Linked DNA regions of Sus scrofa: all the other regions are linked to region 5. A link is a contact called in public HiChIP or PLAC-seq data. All regions are on one chromosome and are shown on one strand. The core of a region is the stretch at or near the end of the contact, and the rest is flanking DNA. Distances in the headings are between cores, read along the strand shown.

Region 1 (3,761 bases), core at 62-2,561, 230 kb after region 5:
TCAAACCATAGTGAAAATGGGACTCTGGATTCCCTAACCTGCCTCTAAGAGAGGGTACTATTCCAGGTCAACATTGAAGATGAGATGGGAAAATTACCTACACCTTTTTTTTTAAAAGTTTGTGATTAAGACAGAACTTGAGCCAGAAATTCGGTATCACCTGATTCCAAATTACATGCATTTTATTCAAAAAAACCTTGCTTTCCATAGAAAAAGTGCTAAAAAAAAGTATGAAATATTACCTTTAACATTCATGGTGTTGGCTGTTTTAATTTAAATCAACACTAGTAAAGAAAAATCTGATAATTCCTGCTTCCAGTTTTAGGATGAACCTTCAGGGAATAGATATTATTTATCATTCTTTGGCCCTAATATCTGCTTTCTTCCCTTTTAGTATAAATAAAGGCAACCTAGAAAGTCAAGTCCGTTGCCTGTAAATCAAAGCCAGCAATTCACATTCTACCTTTGGCATTCTACTTTCAAGCAGAAATTTCAAAGTACTTACCTGTCAGTATTATACAGATTTTAAGAAAAATATGTATATCACTCCTTTGATTCTACAAATGCTCCTTCCTATTTGCTGGTAGTACTGTCTCTAAAATAACACATTTGGAAAGGCTTGTTTCTTTTAGATTCTAAACTCATATAAAACTGATCTTGGATTGTGAGCATTTTTTAATGAATAAAGACCCCGAGACCCTGAGAGATCATCTCGTCCAGTGTTTCCGGACCTTTTTTGGCTATAGAACTCTCCTCGCCTCCAGCTTCCAGTGGGTAATACTTAACATCTGTGGAAGAGACAGTGGTAAAAACACAAGTGCTTTCTGGTTGTCTTTCACACCCAGGAAGATGTAGCCCAGGACTTTTTTCAGGGTTCAAATTCCGTAAGTAGTAATTTAGTAATTTCCTCAGTTGGATGAAGAGACCCCTTTCAATTTCTCTCTCCCAGGAGTGCTTAGGACTCAACATATCCCAAGAAAAAATAATAACTGCGTCCAATTCATTTTTTAATAAACAACTTCAAAAATTGTGTATAGGCGATAGAACACAAGTTGAAAATTTGTAAGCAGGGGTCAGGGAGGGCTGGCACGGGATGTTATATTATTTTTATTTCTTCAAAAGTGGAATTATGAAGAGTATCATTGGCTTTTTCATCATGGCATAATAATGATTCCTTGTATCTGTGTGAAGCTTTCCAAAGTGCCTGCTTTCACATACATATAATTTTAAATGTCTGTACAACAGCCCTGTGTGAGATGTAATCCTGTTTTATGGATGAGGAAATTGAGGCTCGGAGAAGATTATTGAGCAACCTTGTGGAAAGCACCAGCCTGAGAGACGGCAAAGCCCTGGTCGAGACCTGGTATGCTGAGTTGGGCGTGTTTCTGCTCCACTTCGGTGCTCTCCGGGGTCCTAAGATGTTGTCTCCAAGCCCTTTTAACTCTATTATTCTGTAGTCATTTGGATTTTAAGCTACTGATTGTATTCTCTAATATACAAAGATGTTCTCAGAGTGGAGGCTTACTGCTAAATACTGAAACAAAAAACTATTAAACAAATAGAAATACAGCCTCTAGACTTTTCTAAGAAAGAGACATTCTTATAAGTATCAATTTTATTCAGTAATATGTGTATCCTTTGAACTGCCTGAACCTCCTAAGTCAGTCAAACATTATATGACCTGCAGATGAGTTATTGAGAAATAAGTTTCAGAGAACTCCTTCAAAATTCTCTTAACATACCTTTCCAAAAGGAAATGCCAAGTGCTAAACACCATCATTCTAAAGTCAAATTATTCAGGATTCCTGCCTTTGACAACTCGGTTTAGGAAGAAAAAGACGAGAAAATAGATAACTATGATAAACTGTAAGTACAGAAACACAGGTATTAATTCAGTGTTCTGAGATGGGAGAAGGTTGCCAGAAAGGAGGTGACCACTTGGTTTCATATTAAAGAACAAACTAGATTTCACCAGATGAGAGAAAGGAAGGAAGGAAGGGAGGGAGGGAGGAAGGAAGGAAAAAAGAGAGAGAGAATAAAAAGGTAAAGATATTCCAAGAATAGTATGTATAAAGCAACATATATATTAGCAAAAATGTTAAGAAATAGAAGAGGAACAGAGGTAAGATGAGGCTAGAGAAATGGACTGTGGTCAAAACTGTTTCGGGGAGTTCCCGTCGTGGCGCAGTGGTTAACGAATCCGACTAGGAACCATGAGGTTGCGAGTTCGGTCCCTGCCCTTGCTCAGAGGGTTAACGATCCGGCGTTGCCGTGAGCTGTGGTGTAGGTCACAGACGCGACTCGGATCCCGCGTTGCTGTGGCTCTGGTGTAGGCCAGTGGCTACAGCTCTGAGTCGACCCCTAGCCTGGGAACCTCCATATGCCACGGGAGCGGCCCAAAGAAATAGCAGAAAGACAAAAAAAAAAAAAAAAAAACCAAACTGTTTCGGGCAATAGAGAATCATTGGGAAATTTAAAAATGGTGGACTACTACTAAAGTCATGCTCCTGAAATATGCCTGCTGGCAAACATCTTAAACACTAAAGTCAATGATGTTTTTAAAGATGCAACCAGACATTATAGCATTTCCGAGTAATTTAACTGCTAATATGCTTTAAAAGAACTCTGATATTTACAATGTGAATTTGCTAACTACTCACCATAATTTGTTTCCCCTTCCTCTGAGCACACAGCTAGACTGTATTTTCCATTCTCCTTTGTGATTAGATATGACATAGGAAGGAAGGAGCTGACTTGTGGAGATGAGCCATGCACTGCCTAGGCTGGCCTGCTTCCAGCTGCTCCAAAAGGGAGACTGGATGGGAATAGGCTCAAAAGTTAATGATTGAAAGGGATAGGACAGTGGTTTATATTCTTTGTATTCTTCCACAGTTTCCTTTTTCTACAATAAAGATTTTTTCCCTCAGATTATGAAAAAATCATTCCCCCCCCCCTGGCTTAAAAGTGTCAGGAAACAGAAAATGACCAAGAATCTATAACAGGATTTTCTCTGTCATCATTCTTTTCTTGCTAGGGGCCCAGCTGCTTATAATTCCAGGGAAAGCTTAATATGAATACCAAAGCCAAATTTGGATCTAGGCTCCTGGTAAAGGTTATGGGTGAGACAGTGCAAAAATAAAGACTGTTTCTGCAGACAGAATACACATGGACAGAATCTGCTTGGTGAGCAAGAAAACTCTGCCAGATTAAGAATAACACAAATAACAGTATCCATCACATTTATATAACACTTCATGGTATTTGAAGTGTTTTGCACTTTCTTACACCAGAACCCATTAAGTACAAAAGATTTACTTATCTCTCTAATCTTTGTTCTGCCTTTAACTTGTCCAGCTATTTTGATCAAATCATTTATATTTCCTGGGCCTCAGTATCTTTATGTGTAATACGGTATTTTCAAAGATTCCTTTGATTCTACTCTATCATATTTTTGTACCCATAGAATGCAAGGCACATATCATTAGAGATTTTTATAGTGAAATCACAGATTTCATATTTATGGATACTTTGTAGTTTATAAAAACAGACACACACTGAGTAAGTGGAAACCTCATTATTACAGATATTTCCATTTACAGGAGGATTTAAACCACTTGTCAGCACCCCTTGAGACAATCTAGAACTTCATTCAGCATTCTGAATCTGAGTAAGCAGCTGGCAGGTCACAGGGTTTCTGCAGCCTACTGAACTTTCACTACATGTAGGGCATGAATTCAAGAACGTACAAAGGTTAACCACCC
Region 2 (3,795 bases), core at 369-2,868, 140 kb after region 5:
TGTTCTGGCTCACCACCAAATATCTGATCCCTGACGTGTGGTGGGCTCTCAATCACTAATTGTTGAATGATTAAATAAACATTTTCTTCCTCAAAAATAAGGTATATCCCCCAATTGTGGAGAGCTAGAGGTTAATTTACCTAGTTGGGGCAAATGGATTTTATTTCTTAGTTATTATTTTAAAGCAGACCAAGATAGAAAACATATAGAAGAATAAAAATAAATCATATTATGGTAAAGTGGTCTTTTAAATACTTTAAGCTAAAGAACACACAAGATTTGATTTGGAAAATTCCAGGAAAGCATACTGATGATGATGATGATGATGATGATGATGGCGGTGAAAGCATGCAGAGACTAGCTAAATGTACACCAAACCACTTCCTCTTCTTTGGGGGCACACAGTGGCTACATTTCCAAGCATTCTTTGCAAGTGTAGCCAAATGACTGAGTCCCGGTCAATGGAATATGAGCAGAAAGGAACATTACACCATATTTGCCAGCTGGCCCATAAACATCCCCACTAGGACCTCAGAAGTTCCTCAGTGCTGTGTCTTCCCTCTCCTGCCCAGTGTAGAGAATCTAGCATGGGACCCGTCAACTCTAGTGGATGACGGAGCCAGTGGACCGAATAAGGCAGAGCCCCATCCCCCAGTTGGAAAGCACCTGCCAGATAGCTGATTTTATCACAGAGAAATAAAATCTTGTGTTAAATCACTAAGGTGTGGGGGTTTATTTGTGACAGCAGTCAGTATTATTTGGCCAAACTAATATATAAGGCATGACATTAAGAAAGTTATATTTTTTGAGTTATCTTTCTCCCTAATGTTTGAGGTGAAAGCATAAGGGTAGATTTCAAATCTACTTCTAACTTGGCTTTTCTGTCCAGTTCTACTGCTCCATTTCTCAGTGGTTGTAGATTCCCAGGGATGCAAAAGAACTTAGGGCCATTATGTCCAGCTCCTAGCCAGTGCAGAAAGTAATCCTTGTCATCACAGGTCATCAACAGCCTCAGTCAAGACCTTCATAAGAGAGAAAGTGGGAGGGACCCTTGAGGTGGCTCTTTTCACCTTATATTCATTGTTACAAAATCCTTTATTTATGCTGAACCCCCAAATATCCTCTATGGCTTATTCCAATGACTTATTCTTTTAGCACTTAAAGAAATGGGTTTTAAAAACTATGTGTTCCTCCTTATCTTCTAATATAAATCCAGTAAAACATAAATTGGGAGGAGGATAGAGTGGTGGGAGACAACCACAGCCGCTTGAACTACAGGTGCAGAATATGCCAGAAAGTTTGAGAAAAGAAGTCTAAATTCACTTGTTACACTGGTGATCCTGGGGAACTAGGGAGTTATCTTCCTTAGAAATGAGCCATTAAAATAATGTCAGACTTCTATATGATATTTGATTATTAAATAATCTGAAGTAACGTACTTTCACCATCAGTACAATGGAAAAAAGAGACTTGAATCTTTTATCTTTATAATCTCTTCCTTCTAGATTTCTAAATAACAGAAGACTTCTCTGTGCCTCTGACTGCTATCTGCTAGCCCCTCTGAAGCTAACGGCCACCACAGCCAGGCTCGCTGTGATGTGGACAGTGCCCACCAGAGGGACTAGAGGCACACTCACAGTTCACAGCCCGGGTTCCTCCCCTCTTCAGAGCTTCAAGATTGCTGTGGCTTCCACTCTTTATAAAATTCTTCCCTCACTCCAAAAAGTGAGGAAGTTTTCAACTAAATGTAGCTTCATCTTTATCTTACTCTATCCACAGAGCTAAACTTGAATGTGGTGCCTCATGTATCCCAAAAGTCTTATTAGCAGAGTAGGGGACTCAGCGGAGGAACCCACTTTGATTTTACCTGATTTCTGATTTCAACGCACATTATGAGTGAGTGGGGAAGAGGAGGTACAGGTTCATCTAATCCATTCTTATTTGCTTTCTGCTATTTCTCCTCTGCCTCAGGGTCAGCAGGGTAAGTTTATTTACTCCTAGAAGAAATCTGTACATTTTTAGATGGTTTCCACTGCACTGCACTGTGTCATTGGGAGCCCTTCAGAAGAAGAGGGAACAAATAATTCTAAATTTCTGCCAGTGCAAATCTGAATTCTTAAGACTTTTAATAAGAGGTTTACTGAAACCCTAAACAGAAAGGTAGGATTTGCAGCCCTGCTTCAAAACTGGTAATGCCTGGCACAATCAGAGGTGGAGTCAGTGAGCCTGCATTAGGTGGGAGGAAAAAGGGTTATTATGGTGCCACTCCCTAAACCCATAAACATTGACTGACATGCCGAACCAATCCGACCAGAGCAGAAACTAGGAAAGATGGAAAACAAGTCTCAGAGTGAGAAAGATTCCAAGTATAGTATGATTCCAAAACTGTTTAACGATCTTGAAGGACATTAAACTGTCCATTCCTATCTTGTCCTAAAAACTCTGAACTTATGCCCAATCAGGCTGCACAGTGCTTGGGCTGAGGGGACAGAACAAGGGGATGGAGGCAGTGGGAAGGGAATCTAGCACAGGAGCAAGAGCAGGGTGTTCAGGCTCAGAAGATGTGGGGTTTGTATTGTCTAGAGCTCATTCACTCAGTGCGCACTGATAAAGCATCTTCTACATGTCAGGCACCAGGTTGTGGCAGGGGCTATAACAGAGTCTTCAATATATCGGAGGACAGAAACTTTCCCTGGCCTCAAAGAGTGGGGATGCAGACAAACCCAAAACCAGACTAAAAAGTAATGGGTGCTAGGAAGGGACAGCAAATCCCTATGAACTGTACACACCAGTAACACAAAACAGTCTTGAGAGGCCAGAGAGTCTCCACAGAGGAAGTGAAAAGACAACTGAGATCTGACAGATGGGAAAGTACTCTAGGCAGAGAAAGACTATGTGCCGAGGGCTGTGAGTGGACCAACCACAGTTAGACTGGAAAAGAGCAAGTGGCCCAATGTGATTAGAGTGGAGACAGAAGGAATGAGGCTGGAGATGCACAAAAGGTCTGTATTTGCTCAGCCACCATCAGGCACTCACTTATTCAACACAAGCTAACCTGCTGAAGGCCAGGGACAAAAGGTCCCACAGACGAGGGCACATTAAAATACATTAAGTTTTTCATTTATACACAGAATAACTAGAGACAGGGAGCACTGGGAAGAGGAACCCACTGAAGGGTTTGAATAGGGGAGCAACACGATTAGCTATGATTTTCAGAAAAATCATTCTACTGTTAAGAAGATATTCTGGAGTAGGAGGCAAATGTGAGTCTAGGTGGCAAAAGGGCCAGAGGGAGGTAGAAGTGGCCAAGCACTCCTTTGTCTCAGATGTAGGGCCTTTATTTGCAGAAAAAGGCACTTGTTGAGAAGTGACTGGGGGCCTCTGGAGCAGCTCACTCTGAGGCCTGTGCCCCAGGACTGCTGACACGTCACAAGGTGCAGGAAAGGCCAAAGATTAGTTACCTGCTTGCTGTTGGTTTGGGGCGAAGGTGGCAATTCAGACTTGCTGAATGAGATTAGTAATTTTCTTTTTACTTTAAAAGTCATACACATTTAAAGCTTCCAAAGAGTGAGTGTGTGTGTGTGTGTGTGTGTGTGTGTGTGTGTGTGCATTTTAAGGTTTTTCTTCTTGGGTCAATTAAATTGGGCAAACCAATGAAAACTACTACAGCTCGCTGGAATAAGAAAAGTTAGGAGTTCCCGTCGTGGCTCAGTGGTTAACAAATCCGACTAGGAACCATGAGGTTGCAGGTTCGATCCCTGCCCTTGCTCAGTGGGTTGAAGATCCGGCGTTGCC
Region 3 (3,781 bases), core at 719-3,218, 250 kb after region 5:
TGCATCCAAAGCAACTTCTTCTTTTTCTCACCTCTCAGAGCATGGCATAGTGGTTAAGAGCACACCAGAGCCTGCTGCCTGGACCTACTGCTATTGACAATGTGACCTTGAGTAGATTACTTACCTTGTCTATGCATCAGTGCAAAATGTAGATAACCACAGAACTTACATTTTAAAGGACTGTCTGGAGGATGACGAGTTAATAAAGTATATAGAACAGTACTTGACATATAATAAGTACAATATGAGTACTTGATAAATAAATAAGTACCTCTTCTGAGGCACTGATTACTATCTAGGCCATAGTGTAGTCATATGTTTTCAGCACTTTATTGGAACTCTTAAGTGTTGGCTTTATTAATAACGTCCATACTTTCTTTCACAGCATGGACCCAGGACCTGACCCAGAGAAGGCAAAGAGTAAATGTTCACTGAATTGAACTGCATTGAACTACTGAAAATCAATACCACATTCCTATGATTCTGCAAACAAAACAGCAAAGAGGCTTTGGCTGGGTTTGAACACCTTTGTTCTCCTATAGCATGCATGTTCCCAATAGCACACAGAGAAAACTAGTAAAAAAGGAAATTTTGTTTTCAATGTTTTATAATTTTGGTCTCATATTAACATGCCTCAGGGAATAAAATATGTATTTACATAAAATTTCTGGTAATGGCATCTTGAAAAGTAACTAAATGAAACAACAGATTCTATTTGTTGAGGGCTCTGTTTCTCACAATAGGTATGTGATGATGTTCTGAAATAAGACCTGGACACCTGTTCCCCCAGTCTATCCATGAGCCACAGACAGGGAAGGACCTGGCTCACCTATGACTTCAGGAACACAACTATTTCAGAACCATGAAAAAACTCGGCATGCTTTAGGCCCACTGACATAATTCCCTGGGCAAGGTGAAACATAGGTGTTCCATAATGTAAGAAGGCATACCTCCTTCTCCTTCTCTGCCAGCTTTCTCTCCCCAAAAAAGTCCTAAAGAGAATTTAACCAAAGGACATGGAGAATATTTCTGAAATCATCTAGGATACTGATTCTCAATGTGTTGTTCCTAGAACCTGGTGTTTCTATGATATCTGTATAACAGAGCTTCAGGTCAATTTCATATTTTAAAAAGCCTAAAATACACAGGCATTTATCTGGAGTTAGATTGTTTATTGATAGATCATCAACTTGGTGCTGTGACATTGGTTATGTATGTCACTCTACACTGTTTGATTGGTCACTATGTATGTGTTTGAAGTGTAAAAGCTGGAAAAAGGAAGGCACATTTCCTTATATTAATGCTCTCAGTTGCACAGAATCTTTGGCACAAGGGGTCCTAATTCCAGAAGTAAAATGTGGTCCTTGTGGTAATGAAAAGATCCAGCATGAGGTTTAAATGACACAAAAACTCAGATTTTCTGACAAAGTCTAGTGTTTCTTTAAATGTGTCATAGCTGGTACTTCTGACTGGATGGTCCTTGCAGGAATGTTACTGTGTCCACATCTATATTTTACGTATAGTACCTTTGCATCTATAGAATAAGGTTTCTTGACCCTCCCACTGTTCCCTTACATTGGCTTTCTTATTATCATAGGCTATAAACATACAGACAACTAGAAACACAAACACAAACCGCCCTCCCTACCACAACACACACAACTGTGATTTCCTAACTGACCATTCATTTACATAAACTTATTTTTAAGAAATTTCAAGGGGTTTCCCCTCATTTTTGGCCTTGTGCCTGTCAGATTAGGAAATAATCAGAGTGCACAATCAAAAACCCAAGTGGGCAAGGCAGATGGACAAAAAAACAGCAGTTTGACAAGCTGTTTCCCTAGGAAACCAGGCAAAAAGCAGGATTTTGACCAAATATAGAACTGGCAGTCAAAATGTAGAAATAGAAACTTTGAGTCGTGGACGGGTGGGAAACCCCAACAGCTCGTCTCTGCAAACCACACACAGGAGGTGAAATCAAAGCAGAGGCGTGTTTCATTGGGTGAATCCAGTAAGTTTAGAGGACATGCACTTCCAAAATGATGATTCCAGGAAGAGAAGCTCACATGGGTCTCCAGTGAGTCGCCTGAGTCATTTATGAGAAAGGAAAAGGGAAAGAAATGAGTCCTACTACACTGAACAGCCCAAGTCCATGGACTATAGCCTGACTCACGGTCAAATGGGGGATCAGTTTCATGAATGTGTATAGACATCCTTTTTACCCTATTATGATCTGTCTGAGTGAAAAGAAAAAAGGCCTCAGGGAGTTCATGGGTTACTCACTGCCATGCCATAGCATCTGTGACAATTGGTGACTTAAGATCTCCTTTGTACAGTTTTTTACTGACTCATCTCTCCCCGCATGGGCTTCAGATATAAGCAAATGCCTATTTTCTCTTGTACTTTAATGTAGGAGCCTATATCACTGTATACCTTATTCCCCTTTGTAGTCATACTGTTTTAAGATAAAAGAAAAACAGAGCGGTGTCTGAGAATAGAAAGTGATTGTTGCTACACCTCAATTTGCTGCCAAATGTGTGCAGTTTCTTCCATGCATTAGGGCCTTAAGGGGTGTCCTTTCCTGGTCAATGTGTATGTATCAAACCTGTCTACAATGATTGGGCAGTGGAATGGACAGCATGTGATCTCTGGCTCCTGTTTCAGTGAAAAAAAAAAAAAAAAGATATTTCATTGAGATTTCATGGGGATTACTGACATTCTTGGACACTCAGCATAACTTAGCAATTTGTATGTATGTTTTCTCTGTTTGCCAATATGAGCTACAATTAAGGGGAATATGAACTTTTTATAACAGGCCAGCCTAGTCCCACTCCTGAAATGCCTGCTGTTCTGCTTCCTTTAAGCCCTCTGCACTTGCCAAAGGGACCAAAGGGACCATGACAAATTCTGCTGAATGTCCCTTGAATTTGGCCTGACCAAGCAACAGCCCTGACAGGAAATGGGGATGGTCAGAGCAGGGAGGGTCTAGAAGGAAGAATTAACAGGAGACTGGAAAAGTACAAGCCGAGAGCTGTGTGTGTGTATGTGTGTGTATGTGCGCAGATGCATGCGCACACGGGCATGCGCTGAAAACTATGCTAATAAATGCAAGAGAATGGAAAAGAAATGCTTCTTTTTCTAAAAATCACACAATCTGTGTTATCATTGGATTGAAAAGTCAGTAATTTCTTGTGTACTCACCATGCATTTAAATGTGGAAACAAATTTTCTTTGTGTGACTTTTCTTGCTTTGCTACTAATACAGAAAATTCCCAGAAGGCAGAAAGAAAAAAGATATGGAAATAGAAAATGTGAGTTCAAGTCTTGGTTTTGTCAATACCTAGCTATGGGACCTTGAGCAGTCTCAAGGCCTCAGTTTTGCTATCTGTAAAAGAGGAAGACAAACATTGTATTGTATTCATCTCACAAGGTTATGATGACCAAAGAGGCACTATCTTCATTCATTCACCTAACAATTATTCCCCTTTGTCAGCACTGTTCAAGAATTTGGGGATATAGTCATGAACATGGTAATGTCTTTACCTTAAGAGAGTTTACATTTATGAGTATGCAAAAAGCATATGTGTGTGTGTGAGAAAGAGAAAAGGAATATACATACACATTAAAAAGATACACATGGCAGATAAACACTACACACCCATGCATCCAACATCAGGATAATGATGAATACTAAGGGATTAAATGTAATAAACTACACGGTAAAATGGCATTCAAGGAAAATATTATTTATAGCATTATTACATTAGGGCCCTAAATAGAA
Region 4 (3,557 bases), core at 853-3,352, 160 kb after region 5:
AATAAAAATATAAACTTTCACTTTTTTTTAGGGATACATTTTAGAAGGCTCAGTTTTAAGTAACGTGTCCCAATGGCTTTATTTATATAAATTGCCCCAAATACCTTTTAGTATTATTCAAGAGCTTGTAAAACAAAAGTTACTTTTTTGAAAGACATTCATGATGCAAAATAATTGATATAATTCAAAAACTCATCACACCTGTATGTCTGTGATTTAGATTTCTCAGAGTTCTCAGGGCATCTACGCATTCCTGACATCCTAAACATGTCTTTCCCCCTCTCATGGCATCCTATTTTCTCATAAATGTAGGACACTGAATTATTAAATAATCTTCAAGTTAAAAAAAAATATTTTTAAGACCTGACAGTATATCAGATGCTTGTTACTATGAAACACTCAAAAAGAGCACTTGCCTTCTTGCCTTGCAATAAAGATGATGCCAGCCTTGCCTGGCATCCTCTGATTCTGCAGGGAGGTGAGCAAAAGAGAGATCCAGGAAGTAAGTTCTTTTTTTTTTTTTATTTTTTTTAAGTAAGCCTGACTAGGGGAAGGAATTACCATGTCCCCATTCAAAGTCATCAGAATATCAGAGAATTTCCACCCAAACTCCCCAGCAATTTTCATCTACAAGTTGGGCCTGTGCATTTGCCCTTGAGTGCAACAGCTCTTATGATAATTCTACAGCTGGAAGCAAGACAGCTGGCTTCACTCTCACATCCTTCTTTTCAATTTTTTACATTTACATTTCAGCAATGACTGCTGACAGGCTCCCCAAGCCAAGTTCTCTTCTCTGCTTCTTATACACACATAGAGTCCCAAATCCAAGGTACAGCAAAGGACAAAGAGTCAAAGACTCTCTTAGGAGACACTGGGATCTAAATGGAAACCCAATTCCCCTCCAGCCACCCGCCCCAAATAAATATCAAAGCAACCAGAGGCACACCCGTTGGGACAAGAACTAAGGGAAAGAAAAAAAGAATAAAATGTGATAACCCCCACCCCAATAATGGTTTCAAATTCATAAGGGAATATGCCAAAAATCTCAAATGGCTATAACACCAATTGTAGAAGGTTAAAACCTATGAGAGAGGGAGAAATAAAAGCCTTGCATGTTCAGAAAAGGCCCCATCTATTTAGGGAAGTTCCAGGAAAGCTTTTTTAAGGTTGGATGAGATAGATTTTCAAATGGTGGAGATGGAGAAAGGTACAAGGCAGACAGCAGGCTGGGCACAGAGAGAGAAGGCTAAGATAGCAATGTCTGGGAGAAGTGTCCAGTTTGGCCCAGTATTGTAAAAGGAATGTGGAGGAGAGGCGTGTGGGGTAAAAGTGAAGTGTTTCAGGACTGCTTCTTACACGAGCTGGGCTGGAGGTCTAGGCACATAGATCTCAAATCTGGGTGTGCAAAGGAACCTTCTCCAAGAGCCTTATAAACAATGCTAACTTCCTGGCTTCTTGTGCAGGAATTCTGGGGAGTAGTCCAGAATTTTGTTTTTAATGAGGACTTCAGGGTGATTCCAAAGCAGGTGGCCTCTGGCACATTTTGGGAAAACCAAGCTCCCTGAGGCTCATGACTGGTGACTGGTCCTCAGACTCTTCAAGCTCTCAAACCAGCAGTGTGCAGATAACATTCTGGAGACTGAAACATGGAAGAATAACTGTCCTTTGGGGATTCAAGCTACACAAACTTCTCTTCTGCAGGTTCTGTACATATGTTCCTGAGCCTCAGTCTATGCAGTTATTTACTGCTCAGAGCCTCCACACTTTGAGTTTTATTCAGCCCCATCAGCCTCTCTGAACCCTCACTTAGCCACTGGGGTAAGAAATACCATTTTCATTCTATTTGTGAGGAAATTTAAGCTAAAAGAAATGAAGTGAATGCAGACTAGTGTCTGAAGTTAAATTCCATATTCTTTCTCTAAAAATATTTGCTGCCTCATCTCAGGCCCCCTAAATGAAAGATTGAATATCTTACTTAGGACTCTTCCAACTTATTTTCTGGTTTATTTTTAAGATCAGTTTGAAAGCATAATCTCTCTCTCTCTCTCTCTCTCTCACACACACACACACACACACACACTCTCTCTCTCTCTCTCTCCTTTCCTCCCTCTATCTCCTCTGCCCAAATCTTTAATTCTAATCGAAAATGTATTCATTTTTCGGTTCTGAGGGTACAGTCCAGTTAAAAAGACCCTACTAATACAGATTTTGCACTGTACTGAGTAATTATCATTCCTTCATCCTTTAGGAGATATAGGATAAATATGAAAGAAAACAAGGAACAGACTCCTTCCCCATTTTCTTTCCAACCTTTTATCTATCTCTAAAGTAGGAAGTTTACTGAACCACTGCCAACAATTCACTCAGCCTAATGAAGTGTATAAGTAATAGGATTAAATAATCTTAAACCATTATTACAGCGGCCTGATGCTGACATTCATCCAAACTCTGGCAAACACCAAGTGGTGAGTTCATGCTTGATTTAAAAATAAACAAACTAGGGCAGTGGGAAAGTTCTAGCATAAAGTTTCAGAGGCATGTAACCTGGAAATCTGAGACTCTCCATTCTGGTTAGGGCTGAAGCAACTTCTGTCTTATGTCTAAACTCTCCAACCAAAATTTATGCAATCCAGTATTTTCTAGGGATGTTACTCTGGGCCCTGTAGTCACATATGGTTAAACCTCTCATGTCAGTCCCAAAGAAAGCAGTTCTTTGAAGGCATCATCAAGGCTCATGGTTTCTATTCCTGCCTCTGACATTAATAAACCATATAACCTCAGGCAAATCAGTCAGCTTTCTCAGGCTTTAGGTTTTCTCAGCTATAAAATGACGTTATTGAATTTCTAAGGTTCCTCCTGGCTCTTAAAAAGCATTCTATCTCTATGACAAGAGAAAAAAGTAGAGTTTGGGATAGCAGACTGTGGCAAAAGGTATGTCTGGCTAGGTCTCTATTATTCTGGGCCATCTTCTTCCAGGTGGGAGCCTTACTACCCTTTCCAGGGAGGGCCGTATAGCCTGCAGGGATGTGGTGGGCAGTAATGAAAATCAGCAAAGGGCTAGGGGCTCTATAGGGGAAAAGGCTAAATAAAATCCATCAGCAAAGGACAGTGCAGTAACTATTCTCCCACTGAAAGTTGAGCTGTTGTATAATTACAGGGTGATGATATAAATGCCTGTTAAAGTGAGAGGTGCTTTCCAAAGCATATTCAATCCTCCAATCATTTTGCTCCTGAGTTAATTATCCCTGTAAAATTTTATAGCATTCTTCACTTAGATCATTTACCCTTTTAAAGGTTTACCTAGGTATTTTGTTTTTGTTGCTTCTTCATAAAGATTTTTTTCCCATTTTATTTTCTAAATGTAAATTTCTATTTTGATTTTGCTAGGTTACTAATAAATAATTTAGGTTTCCTTAGATTTTCTTAAATAATTATCATATAATTCATACATATTTATACACCCTAGTCTTACAATTTTGAGTGAAAAAGTCTCAGAAAAATAAGTATGATACAATACATTCATTTAAAATTAAGAAATACTATATGCAAACAACACA
Region 5 (3,612 bases), core at 26-2,525:
AATTGTGTGGACACCACCAAGGGTGAGATGTCCTCCTTACCTAAGTGAGGTTGCACAAATCAGCTTTCTTGGACTTGGACTTGGGGTGAGACTACCCAGATGTCCAGACTCACAGACCACAGACTGCTGCTGTTCTCACCAGGTCAACTGTCTTCCCTCCAACAGGCGAGGGAGTCTCATCATTTGAGGAACTGCACCACACCTCTCCTGGTTTCAGCACTTTCTCTCTCCATCCAGCCGCTGGAGAAGTGGGTTTGGAAGTTAGGGGGAAGTGTCTGTTTGGTAATCCAACAGGACTGGACAGCTTGCAGGGGGTGGATTTTAGGGGCTATCCCCTTGTGAACATTCAAACCTTTGAAGCTTCATAGTGCGACTACTTATATTCCTATTTTTCAGAAGTATACACAAGACCAGAAGAAGCTGGGACCTTGGGGCTATCAGAGGAGTCAAGAGAGGGAGACTATCTCTGTATCTGTGACGCTGAGCAGAGCTTTGCCATTTGTGAGTGACATTCACATTTGGGCCTCACAAATTTTGCAAGACAGGTCAGTAAGGTGTTATTGTGGCCAGCAATTGACATAGAAGGGAATTAAGGAGCAGACAAATGGATGACTCATCCAAGGTCACACAGCAAATGACAGAGCTCAAGTCTCCTGGAGCCCCGCCATGTACACAGGCGGCAACCACACAGCCTGCCCTCAGAAAGGCAATGAGGAGAGGAAGGAGGTGGACTGGGAGGAGAGGAGGAGGAAGGGGAAGCATCATTGGAGAAGAGGAAAGGCAAAACCCTTCATTCTAGTTGTGAGGTCTGGGATGGACCTAGAATCTTCTCCCTTAATCCTTTCCCATCTCACTCCCAGGTTTCCTCTCAGACCCAATAAAACGCGTCCGAGGCTGTGCAGTAGGGAGGCGCTGCCGGGTAATGTCTTTCCTGAGGCTCTAGCTGGGCCCCCTCGGGGAGGCCCAGCCTTTCAAAGGCTGCTTGTACACTGGGACCCGATGCAGGGGCGGCTGGAGGGCTTAGGTCAGGAGGAGGGGCCGAGTCTGCCTTTGGTGCCTAGAAATCAAAGCAGCCAACCTTGGGCTTTTTCTTCCCCTCACACTGAGGCACTTTTATTGGCGAGATGAAGGGAGGCAGAGCGGGCCTACAGTCCTCGCTTTGCTTTTGGAGGTTAATGACCCAGTTAGCAGCTCTTGGCTGCGTTTCCGACATTTTGCAGACATCAAGCCCCGCGTCTCTGCCAAGTACATTCTGTTCCCTGGAGCTCATCCAAAGCATCTCAGATTACTATGTAATGCGACAGAGGGAGAGGTGGCTGGGAGGGGCCGCAGGGAGGGCGGGGGAGCGAGCAGGAGCCCGGAGGGCGGGGCGCCGAAGCGCTGGGGCGGGGTGAGGGGGATGCCACCCCACATATAGCTGCCCTCCTGGACACGCAGCCCCAAGGTGCTTATTTGCTGCACTGGAGGGACCCCAAAGTGAGGCTGCGGAGGCCCCCGGCGTCCAGGCAATAAGAGAAAGAATCCTCCGACTGAGGGCCAAGCTCCCAACCCAGGGCGGGGCTGAGGTAGGGGCCGCTGGAGACACCCGGCTGGAAGGAAGGGGAGCGGACGAAGGGGAGGGGCTAAGGGGATAGGCCCCGCCCCTAGGCCCGTCCCCCTGTAGCGCCAGCTGCAGCCGCAGCCTGTGCTCTAATTATAGACGTGAATGGAAAGCGGTAGCTTTTGAATGATCGTGTTGCTCCGGCTGCCTTTGGAGGCTGAGGAGCAGGTGCTGCCCCGCTAGATACAAAGTGATTCATTTAAAAGCCCTCTGTCACGCATGCACGCTCACCGACGTACACGAATCCTCTGGCTCTCTCTCGCACCATCGCCAGGCAGTGGTTCCAGAATTGATTTAGGAGACCCGGACCCTAGGGAATGGGACAGTGCCTGGAAGTCTTTTTCTTTCTCTTTCTCCATCCTTAGAAAACTCCCCATGGCTGAAAAGAACCTCAGGCCTTTTCAAGCTGTGGGAAAGTAGCATTTTGTTTTACAGATGGAGAAACTGAGGTTGCGAGAGAAACTGGGATGTATTTCTGGGCCACAGGATGTGTCAGTGCAGACAGCCCAGCTTCCTGATGGCCTCTCTCTTTCCCTCATCAGGTTGGAACTTCACTTCAGTGACATCCATTTCCAGGCATGGAGGCTTTGTACATGTGCTTCCCCCTCCTTTCCCGGTTCAGCTCCTCCCCCTTCCTACCCCGCGCCCCCATCCACTCCCACACAGACAAATTGCTAGTGCCAGCTAATTCTCAATGGTAGGTTTAATAGTTTTGGGCCTGGAAACGGAGCAACGTAAAAAACCATGCTCATTTTCCCATCAGTTAGATGTGAGTCAACCAATGTGCCCTTCCTCAGCATAACGGGGTAGGGAGGAACTCCCCAGGAGGCAAAGCCTACACTTGTCTTCCTCAGCATCTCAGGAACCCCTAGCACCCACAGTGAGCCCAGTGCTCTCATGAGCATCGTGACCTAATCCAGGCCACACAAGTGCAATAGAAAGTCACATGTCCATATCACAGAGTCTCTGCAGAAATGGAGTAGAAGCAACTTGCTCACAGTCATCTGCTGGTGAGTGGCAAGCTGGGAGCCAAATCCAGGACTGACACCCCTTTCCTGGGTTCTGTTCAGTACTCATGCTATGGTCTACACTGGGGAGCAAGGATCCACCTGGTCATGGAAGGGGGTCACTCACAGTGTCCTGGGTTTCTCTAAGCTGGCTGCTAGCCTCCTCCCCCCACAATCTTGAGTCACTGCTACCTTATTCTCTCCTCCATCCTAGTCCACAGCATGCAACGAGGCACAAATGGCTACTGCCTTTCTAGGGCCAGAAGTCTTCAAGCCCTCTCACTGCTCCTGACTCTCAAAACAATGCCAGTCTCACTCACTTCTGGGACTTGGCCTAGCCCCTTACCTTGGCTGACCATTCTGGATTTAACTCTTTGCCTATGTCTCCCCTGTGCCCTCCAAATTTCTACCAGATGGATGAATAAAGAAGTGGCAACCAGTACCATGCTGAAAAAAAGAGAGAGAGAAAGAAGGTGTGAAAGACATTTTCATTGTTTTTTTTTTTTAATTTTTTAATTTGCCTCTTGGAAGCAAAGTCTTAGAACCCATAAAGCCCCACCTTGCTCAACACATACCAGGTCCAGCCCAACACACTGTGCAGAGCAGCCCCACAGATGTTAAAGCATCATAAACCTTTCACATGGCTGTGGAAATTTCTCTAAACCTAGTCTGGCCCTAGTCCTGAAACTTGAGAGGTTCTTGAGAGGTTCAAGAACGTGAGCTTTGCAAGTACAAGCTCTGCCCTGATCAGGTGTACAATATTGATAAGTTGCTTAATCTCTCTAGTTCTCCATTTTCTCATCTCTAAAATGGGCGTGATTATACTTCATAGAGGTGGTACCGAGCAGTGCTGGCAGTGCCGAGCTCGGAAAGGAGGGGATACTCCTTGTAAATGGTTGTCTCTACAACCTCTACTTTGCTTGGAACTCACCTTCAGCTACAGGATTTGGACAAGTCTTCTAACCTCCACATGCTTCAATTTCCTCATGTATAAGATGAGGATAA
Region 6 (3,438 bases), core at 647-3,146, 150 kb before region 5:
AACTATATCATCAAATTACTTTATGTCCTCTGTAAAATTACCTACATTCTACATGTCTCTACAGCTCAATTTACACATCTGTAGAATATGTTAAAATAATGATACCTGCACTGTTTTTTCCTCAGGTTGTCAGGAGGCCTCAATGAGATAGGTTTGTTTTATGAACGATAACATTAGCAATGGAGACTGCCTGTTCTAAATATACATCTTAAACTGTTGGAGCCTCAAGGGGCCTTGAACACTGACTCATAGAACAAGCTCATTTTGCAGATAGGAAACCAAGTCCCAGGGAGGGCAGGCGACTTACCCAGGGTCACACAGGGGACAGAACAGAGCCAATAGATAAGTGTGTGCTCTTTCTTCTAAGCACCACTGTTTTGCAAAGGCCAGGGGCTGGGACCATGGCTGGAAAGAAATTATAGGCTGGAAAAAAAATTGTGGTTGAGTAGCCAAACTATAGTATTCAGAACCCCCACTAGCAAATCAAGCCTGCAGTCTGAGTAAACCAGCTAAAACTATTTACCCCATATTTCTACAAATGAGCAGTCTTCCTGTGTTTGTATCAAAGTGAGTTGGCCACAGCTGATGCTGGCAGGTCAGCTGCATGACTTCAACATACACTAACGCATTCTATGATGGTGAGTATTTTTACATTGATATCTTCATTGACTGGATTAGAAGTTCAGACATATTACCTTCACTCTCTCCTATAGATCTTCTTCTCTCTAACCCCAGGGGGAATGTTCTAGGTGGGAAGCAATGGGCTGATTGTACTCATACCACTTGTACACCAAATGTGTGTGGGAGGATTTCCCACACCAACCAAATCTCCAACACTAATGACTCAGAGTTATGGCAGACCCTTGGGTTAAGAGCTCATTTCCACAAGAGTCTCCTCACTTCAGAGCAAGTCTTACCATGTATACTTCAGATCAAACAGTTATAAATTCAGTTTGTTTCCACAACCCTCTCCTCATGTTTGATAATTTACCACAATAACTCACAGAACTCAGAAAAACACTATTTCCTATCATGGATTTATTATAAAGGATACAGATCAGGAATAGCCAAATGGAAGAAATGCATAGGACAATGTATAGGAGGAGCAGCAGGAAGGATTTACACCCTCTGGGCAGCTATCCTCCCAGTACATCAATATGTTCATCAACCTGGAAGCCCACCTAACCCCATTGTAGGGGCTTTTATGGAAGTTTCCTTACTTTGGCATGATTGATGAAATCATCGCCCATTGGTGATTAATTCAAGTTCCATCCCTCTTCCCTCTGCAGGAGTTGGAAGATAGGGCTGAAAGTTCCAGCCCTCTGATCATATCTGGTCTTTCTGGTGACCAGTCTCCATCCTGAAGCTAGATAGGGACCCCCAGCCACCACTCATCTCATTAGGAAAAAAAACAAAAGACATTTTTATCACTCAAGAAATTACAAGGACTTTAGGAACTCTATGCCAAGAACCAGAGACAAAAACATAATAGTGTATATTTCTTATTATGCCACAAGGACCACGATTTATTTAGGCAAGTGTCTCCTAACTGATCCTCCTGGTTCTTGCTTCTCTTTCATCCCCCCACCAACCTGCCACAGTAGGTGATATTACCTTCCCAGGGTGGCACTGTTTCTGCCCCTCCCCATGTCCGCAACACATAAGCAAGACCCAATGTTTCATTCAAACCCCTTTTGGAGATGGTCCCAATCTGTCTTTCAAGCTTTATTTTCTTCCACTCTCTTATTTGTACTGCCATACTCCAAGCTAAACCTTGACTCGTTGCTGAATCCTGAATACACATAGGCCTTCTTCACACTCATCTCACACCCTGGCAGACCATTCATCAAGGTCCACTTCTGTTTTCTTTGTACCCTCATAGTCGCATGCATTTCCTCTTTTTAGCACAATTTTCTTTCATCATGTCATGATGTGTATATTTGTCCCACTTCCTCATTAGATGGTCCTCACGTTCATCCCCCACAGCACTCTGCTTAGTGCCTGAAAAGCAAGTCTCAGGAAGTATTGAAGGAAAAAAAGATACAGACACCACACCAGAACTGAAGCCCACCATATTAAAAAAAAAAAAAAAAAAAAAAAAAAACCACCATTGGCTGAAGATGAAAGAATTTACATGCATCTTCAAGTCAGAGTTGAGTAGCTTGTTCTCCAGACAAGCACTTGGAAGAAGTTTTACCTGCTCCCCCTCTTGTCTGTTCAGTTGCCTAAGTTGCTTTGAAGTCTGTAAAATGGCAATATCTCCAATCAGAGCAGCATTTCCTTTCCAGACAGGAAGCCTGCCGCTAAGGAGAGAAGCCACGCTTGTTTTTGCGGTCTGGGCTGCAGCAGTGACTCATCCAGTAAAGCCAGAGTCTGTCTATTTTGATCTTTCTATGTTCAGAGTCTATTTACGGTTGTAATTTTCTTTCTTTCTCTTTCTCCCTTCCCGCCTCTGGTGACTTATCGGAATGGTCACACACATTTGACAAACGGAACCTATATAAGGAGAATGAGCTGGATTGAAAAGGCTTTCAGCTAAAGCCCAGGAATGAATTCTGTGTTTACAGCTCTGATGATAGGGTTCCAGTAATGACTTGGCCTTTTTCTCCTTGATTGAATATTCCCCTGGGCCTGCCAGTCTGGGCTCCTGTTATTTAATGAGGACATTGGAGCACAACCTCAAGATGTCTGCAAAAATGACCTTTTCTTTGGGCTCATTCCAAATGCAAAGAAAAGTAGAGCCCCAGTTAGAAAGGGCGCTTCTGGAATATAACTTTGGAAACCACTCTTTTCCCCAGAAGCTCAGAAACCTGGAATCGCACACTATCAGAGCCAGAGAGAACCATAGTGATGATCTGGTTACCAGTTTTCATTGTACAGACGAAGAAATCCAGGACCAGCGAGAAAAAGCAAGTCACCATAATTCACTGGGCAGGCACTATCACAACAAAGTCAGGCTTGGAACCTAAGTCTCTAGGTTATAGTCAGGGTACTGTTGAATGGTTTGAGATAGAAATTAACAGCTGGCTAAATGGTGGCCTAAAGAAAGGAAAAGCTTCTCTTAATTTCCCCTGTGTTATTCCCTGGCAGCTTGACTGTCTCCTTTAGCTATGCTCACAGTGAGAGACTAGCAGCACAAGGGAAGGAATTAGCCTCCAACAATAAGCTCAGTGTCTTGCTGTTGGCTTTAAAAGCCAATATAGGATTAGTATAAGAGTCCGTGGTGTGGAGTCTTAACTAGGACAACCTCAGAGGTCCCAGACTGGCCTCATTCACTCCACTTCTGCATGCTGGCTTCAGAGGGGGACTCATTTACTGACTGCGAGCATTCTTATAAAGTTTAAATGAGAAAATATGGTCAGAAAGTTCTGGGTAATATAAAGCTCTGTTCTACTTGTGAGAAGGATTATTATTATGAAGGAGTCATTAGACTCCTAC
Region 7 (3,546 bases), core at 160-2,659, 180 kb after region 5:
GCACTTATTATCTGCGAAGCACTGTTTTAAGTATTTAAATATATTACCTCAAGTAATCCTTCCAACAATCTGATGACGTAGGTCCTCTCATTATCTTCATCATAGCTAAAGAAATGGCAGCCTGCAGATTAGGTAACTTGCCCAAGACCACAGAGTTAACTATTGAAGCTGCAATTAGGGGCCAGGCAGTCCAGCCTTAAAGCCCACTTAACCTGTCCTCTAACTTTAGAATTCCAAAATCCTTAAAAAACATCCGGCCTGACAGGAAACTTGCACAAACCTTACAACATCCCTAATAGGAATATTAGTATCTGTTTTGGCTAAAGCAAGATTTCGAGTTAATTTTTACACATAGACATTTTCATAATCTGGCTATTAATTTTTAATCTATTCTTCTATATTTAAAATTTGTTTCATGATGGATCTGTTAACAGGAAAAACAATGTTTACTAGTACTAGTAACTGCTACTGTGGTGATTTTTGACATATGATTAAAATGTGCTCTTTGGTAACTCTCATGGGAACTTCTGTTTCCCTCAGTCTCCACTTAAAGTTGAAAAAACTTTAAATTTGCCCAGTTGCTTTTAGTTTTATTGCTGGGAAATCTCCAAACATATTCTGGTTATTTAAGAGCAACCCTAACACTGGGTTTTCCTGAATTGTATTTCAAATCCACAGTCTTCTCCTTATAATAGTAACAAGTGCACCTTATATTTAACGTTGCCTTATAATAGTAAATGTGTTTTCCCATCTGATACTGCCAAAAGCGCAGAATGAAAATTATAACATTAGTTCTTTTAAATTTCTAATAGATGAAAACTGAGTAATCCTGCAAGTTCACATAAAACTTCGTTTCCATGTTCTCATTTGAATCTTAACAATAACTAAAAGCCACGTAAGACAATTATCCTCTTTTAGAAAATGTGTTAACCTAGGAATAACCTTGTGCATGACTTGAGAGGTAGATAATGGAGAAGTTGGAAATCAAGTTCAGTTCATTTGACCCCATGTCTAGAGATCTTTGAACTGGACCACATTTCCTGTATGCATGGTGCTGGACCCAGAGATGATGATCTTCTTGCTTGATACTATGTCCCAGGGAAGCCAATCAGTCTTCCTGGGTTTTGATTTTTCTACTTGGTGCTGAAATGCCCATAACATATTTTAGGACTTTTAAAAGTCCTAAAATGTAAGAGCATGTGAAAACTTAGAAAACATCCCGTCTAATTTCTTTTAGAGAGGAAAACACAAAGGCTCAGATAGAGGCAGTGCCTTGATTAAGATCCTACAGGAAGCTAACAGCAGAAATGACACCTCAATTAAGGCCTTTAAGCTCTCAGTACAGCACACTTTCAGCTGCACAAAAGCATTCTCCACTTTCTACTTCAAATATTAGTTTCATTCCACTAGTAGGCGCTGTTGCCTGAGCATAAAGAATTTCTCCCTCCACATAAGGTAACGTTTCATTGTAAATGGAAGTATTGTGTGGGAATCTGCAGCCCACATAGATGACTCCTACATGATTCCAGAGCAAGGATAACTCCATTATCCTTCGAACCAGCACAACCACTCTGTTTCTGTCTGAAACACCTGGTATACTTTGGATTTGTACATCTGTATGTTCTAAAAATGGAAAATATGGCAGCAGGATGTAGAGTACTAGGTTTTGCAGAAGAATCTTGGGATCGGTGAAGGCCAGGCTCTGGTTTCTGTTTGACCATAGCTGGTCTGAACTGATTTGTTTTGTAAACTGGAGTTACATTCAATATTCATTTGCAGGTTTGTTAATAATAATAAATAACATATTATTATTCTTTTAAAGAATAAAAAAACACTTGAGTGGAATAAGTAGCAGATTTGTGGTGAGAAAAATTGGATTCTAGTCCTAGTTCTACCAGTGTGTGTGTGTGTGTGTGTGTGTGTGTGTGTGTGTGTGTGTGTGTTAGAGAAAATTTGGGCAAGCAATGAGGTGACTCAAAGTGTTACTGGGGAGCAACTAGGTTACTCAAAGTGTTACATATATTTTATATAAATAAAATTATAAACAACAATAAATGTAAGGAATTCCATAAGATATATCACTGTAAAATAAATTTCTATGAATATTAATACAAATAATGTGCACAACTGAGTAGAAAATATTTATGTATCTGGAGCTTGAATCCAGAGATCACATTCTAAGGAATTCCTATGCAAAAGTCACAAGATGGAATGCGGTACTGGATGTGAGTGGATAGATTTTGAGGATCTAAGCTTCTTGGCAATGCTGGCAGTGCCATTTATCTTCTCAGTAGAGTGGGCAGATGGATGCCATGAATATTTGACACATGATGCTACATCAGGGCTCAGAAGGAGACCCAGGCATGGAGTCTTAGACCTCAGGCCATCTTCGCCCTTGCGTGTCTGTAAAATGCTCATTGCTAAACTGCAGTCAGCATGGATTCCATCTCTGGCACTTGCATAGCAACACAGCTCTCTGAGTGCTGAAGTGACATCGTGGGAACAGTTATTAATAACTGTATGTATGCACACAGTATGTGGAAATATGCAAGTTTGAAAGTGATTAGCGCATTACTTTTAAGTAATATTTCCCACCAGGACTATGCTCCTGGAAAAATTCCTCTCTCAAAAATCTTGCACAATTGTCTGCTATCACTTACCAGAATGTTTGGGATAAAAAAAAAATGGTGTCAATTTTAAGGAAACACACTTCTCAATTTTCTTTGTTAACATCTGAATAAAACATGAGAAGGTTCCTACTTTTTCCCTCTCCCCTTTCATTCAGAGAGTAAGTCTCTCCACAGTCTTGCTTTGTGTGAGAGAGGAAAGTCACCCTTCTTTGCAACCTCCAGAATAGCACGATCACTGGGTTTACAGATAGAAAAGTTTAGATTCCATTCTAATAAACTCTACTATTATCATTTCAGAAGTATAGTGGAATGTTTAATAAATAAAAAAAAAAACAGCAAGGAATTACATTTCTACTTGTAGATACTAATAGTTCTGTGAGATCATGAGAGAGCAGCACAAAAAAGGCACAGAAAGTCCTAAAGGAAGTATTTAGTTGGGATTGAAGGAACCCTTTCTGGACCATATGAGAGTTTAAGAAAAAAATGGAACATTTCCTTAATGTGCCCAGGCTGGGCATATACTCTATCTCCTGCTACAAAATGAATACACTGAATCAAGTAGCAAGTATTTTTTAAGCACCTTTCCAGTCTTTAACTTTTCATTCTAAGATAAATTTTATAATATGAATATACAAATTGAAGTTAGATTAAGTCTGCCTGAAGGTAAGGAGAATAAACTCAATGGTAATTTCTGTACACTTTTCAAGACCCTAAATCTGTTGAAAAACTATAAACATTATGAAGTAAAAGAAACAAGAAAACCAAGGCAATAGGCAGGTTTTATTTATGACAGAGTATTTCTGGGTGATTCCTTTTGTAATGATATGGTTTCCATTTTTAGATTATCGTATTTGGTAAACATTTAATTTTTACAGGATGACTAATACCAAATGCCTAATATCTAGTGAGATAAGTC

What was found. HiChIP or PLAC-seq counts read pairs in DNA pulled down with a chosen protein or histone mark.
Region 1: a contact with region 5 is called in an H3K27ac HiChIP or PLAC-seq map of alveolar macrophages. The contact joins the enhancer-like site here to the promoter of TPRG1 in region 5. A contact is called at or near these places in 5 of 47 Hi-C or Micro-C datasets (adipocytes, alveolar macrophages, embryonic fibroblasts and 2 more) and 1 of 2 datasets of contacts at active chromatin or transcription factors (alveolar macrophages).
Region 2: an H3K27ac HiChIP or PLAC-seq map of alveolar macrophages shows a contact between it and region 5. The contact joins the enhancer-like site here to the promoter of TPRG1 in region 5. A contact is called at or near these places in 11 of 47 Hi-C or Micro-C datasets (embryonic fibroblasts, fetal heart ventricle, fetal skeletal muscle and 6 more) and 2 of 2 datasets of contacts at active chromatin or transcription factors (alveolar macrophages and skeletal muscle).
Region 3: an H3K27ac HiChIP or PLAC-seq map of alveolar macrophages shows a contact between it and region 5. The contact joins the enhancer-like site here to the promoter of TPRG1 in region 5. A contact is called at or near these places in 5 of 47 Hi-C or Micro-C datasets (adipocytes, alveolar macrophages, embryonic fibroblasts and 2 more) and 1 of 2 datasets of contacts at active chromatin or transcription factors (alveolar macrophages).
Region 4: a contact with region 5 is called in an H3K27ac HiChIP or PLAC-seq map of alveolar macrophages. The contact joins the enhancer-like site here to the promoter of TPRG1 in region 5. A contact is called at or near these places in 8 of 47 Hi-C or Micro-C datasets (alveolar macrophages, embryonic fibroblasts, epiblast stem cells and 5 more) and 2 of 2 datasets of contacts at active chromatin or transcription factors (alveolar macrophages and skeletal muscle).
Region 6: a contact with region 5 is called in an H3K27ac HiChIP or PLAC-seq map of alveolar macrophages. The contact joins the enhancer-like site here to the promoter of TPRG1 in region 5. A contact is called at or near these places in 9 of 47 Hi-C or Micro-C datasets (embryonic fibroblasts, epiblast stem cells, fetal skeletal muscle and 5 more) and 2 of 2 datasets of contacts at active chromatin or transcription factors (alveolar macrophages and skeletal muscle).
Region 7: an H3K27ac HiChIP or PLAC-seq map of alveolar macrophages shows a contact between it and region 5. The contact joins the enhancer-like site here to the promoter of TPRG1 in region 5. A contact is called at or near these places in 1 of 5 promoter capture datasets (liver), 14 of 47 Hi-C or Micro-C datasets (adipose tissue, alveolar macrophages, embryonic fibroblasts and 9 more) and 2 of 2 datasets of contacts at active chromatin or transcription factors (alveolar macrophages and skeletal muscle).

What each region holds. Positions count from the first base shown.
Region 1 is chr13:126,293,636-126,297,396 of Sscrofa11.1, reverse strand. The region is part of intron 6 of LPP (lipoma-preferred partner); the gene reads right to left. Among named protein-coding and RNA genes, the nearest start is that of MIR28, 13 kb to the right of the region's middle. Within about 2 kb of position 1,311, at least 1 of the 83 cell types and tissues checked has an H3K27ac peak or open chromatin away from gene starts, as enhancers often do. A contact at or near this core is called in alveolar macrophages, where this site is marked.
Region 2 is chr13:126,385,059-126,388,853 of Sscrofa11.1, reverse strand. The region is part of intron 8 of LPP (lipoma-preferred partner); the gene reads right to left. Among named protein-coding and RNA genes, the nearest start is that of MIR28, 100 kb to the right of the region's middle. Within about 2 kb of position 1,618, at least 5 of the 83 cell types and tissues checked have an H3K27ac peak or open chromatin away from gene starts, as enhancers often do. A contact at or near this core is called in alveolar macrophages and skeletal muscle, where this site is marked.
Region 3 is chr13:126,274,963-126,278,743 of Sscrofa11.1, reverse strand. The region is part of intron 6 of LPP (lipoma-preferred partner); the gene reads right to left. Among named protein-coding and RNA genes, the nearest start is that of MIR28, 5.3 kb to the left of the region's middle. Within about 2 kb of position 1,968, at least 9 of the 83 cell types and tissues checked have an H3K27ac peak or open chromatin away from gene starts, as enhancers often do. A contact at or near this core is called in alveolar macrophages, where this site is marked.
Region 4 is chr13:126,367,231-126,370,787 of Sscrofa11.1, reverse strand. All of the region lies in intron 8 of LPP (lipoma-preferred partner), which reads right to left. Among named protein-coding and RNA genes, the nearest start is that of MIR28, 87 kb to the right of the region's middle. Within about 2 kb of position 2,102, at least 7 of the 83 cell types and tissues checked have an H3K27ac peak or open chromatin away from gene starts, as enhancers often do. A contact at or near this core is called in alveolar macrophages and skeletal muscle, where this site is marked.
Region 5 is chr13:126,527,624-126,531,235 of Sscrofa11.1, reverse strand. TPRG1 (tumor protein p63-regulated gene 1 protein) reads right to left here and starts at 1,275. Exons shown (of 7, transcript XM_013982282.2): 1 at 41-1,275.
Region 6 is chr13:126,681,144-126,684,581 of Sscrofa11.1, reverse strand. All of the region lies in intron 2 of TPRG1 (tumor protein p63-regulated gene 1 protein), which reads right to left. Among named protein-coding and RNA genes, the nearest start is that of TPRG1, 150 kb to the right of the region's middle. Within about 2 kb of position 1,896, at least 19 of the 83 cell types and tissues checked have an H3K27ac peak or open chromatin away from gene starts, as enhancers often do. A contact at or near this core is called in alveolar macrophages, where this site is marked.
Region 7 is chr13:126,345,909-126,349,454 of Sscrofa11.1, reverse strand. All of the region lies in intron 7 of LPP (lipoma-preferred partner), which reads right to left. Among named protein-coding and RNA genes, the nearest start is that of MIR28, 66 kb to the right of the region's middle. Within about 2 kb of position 1,409, at least 4 of the 83 cell types and tissues checked have an H3K27ac peak or open chromatin away from gene starts, as enhancers often do. A contact at or near this core is called in alveolar macrophages, where this site is marked.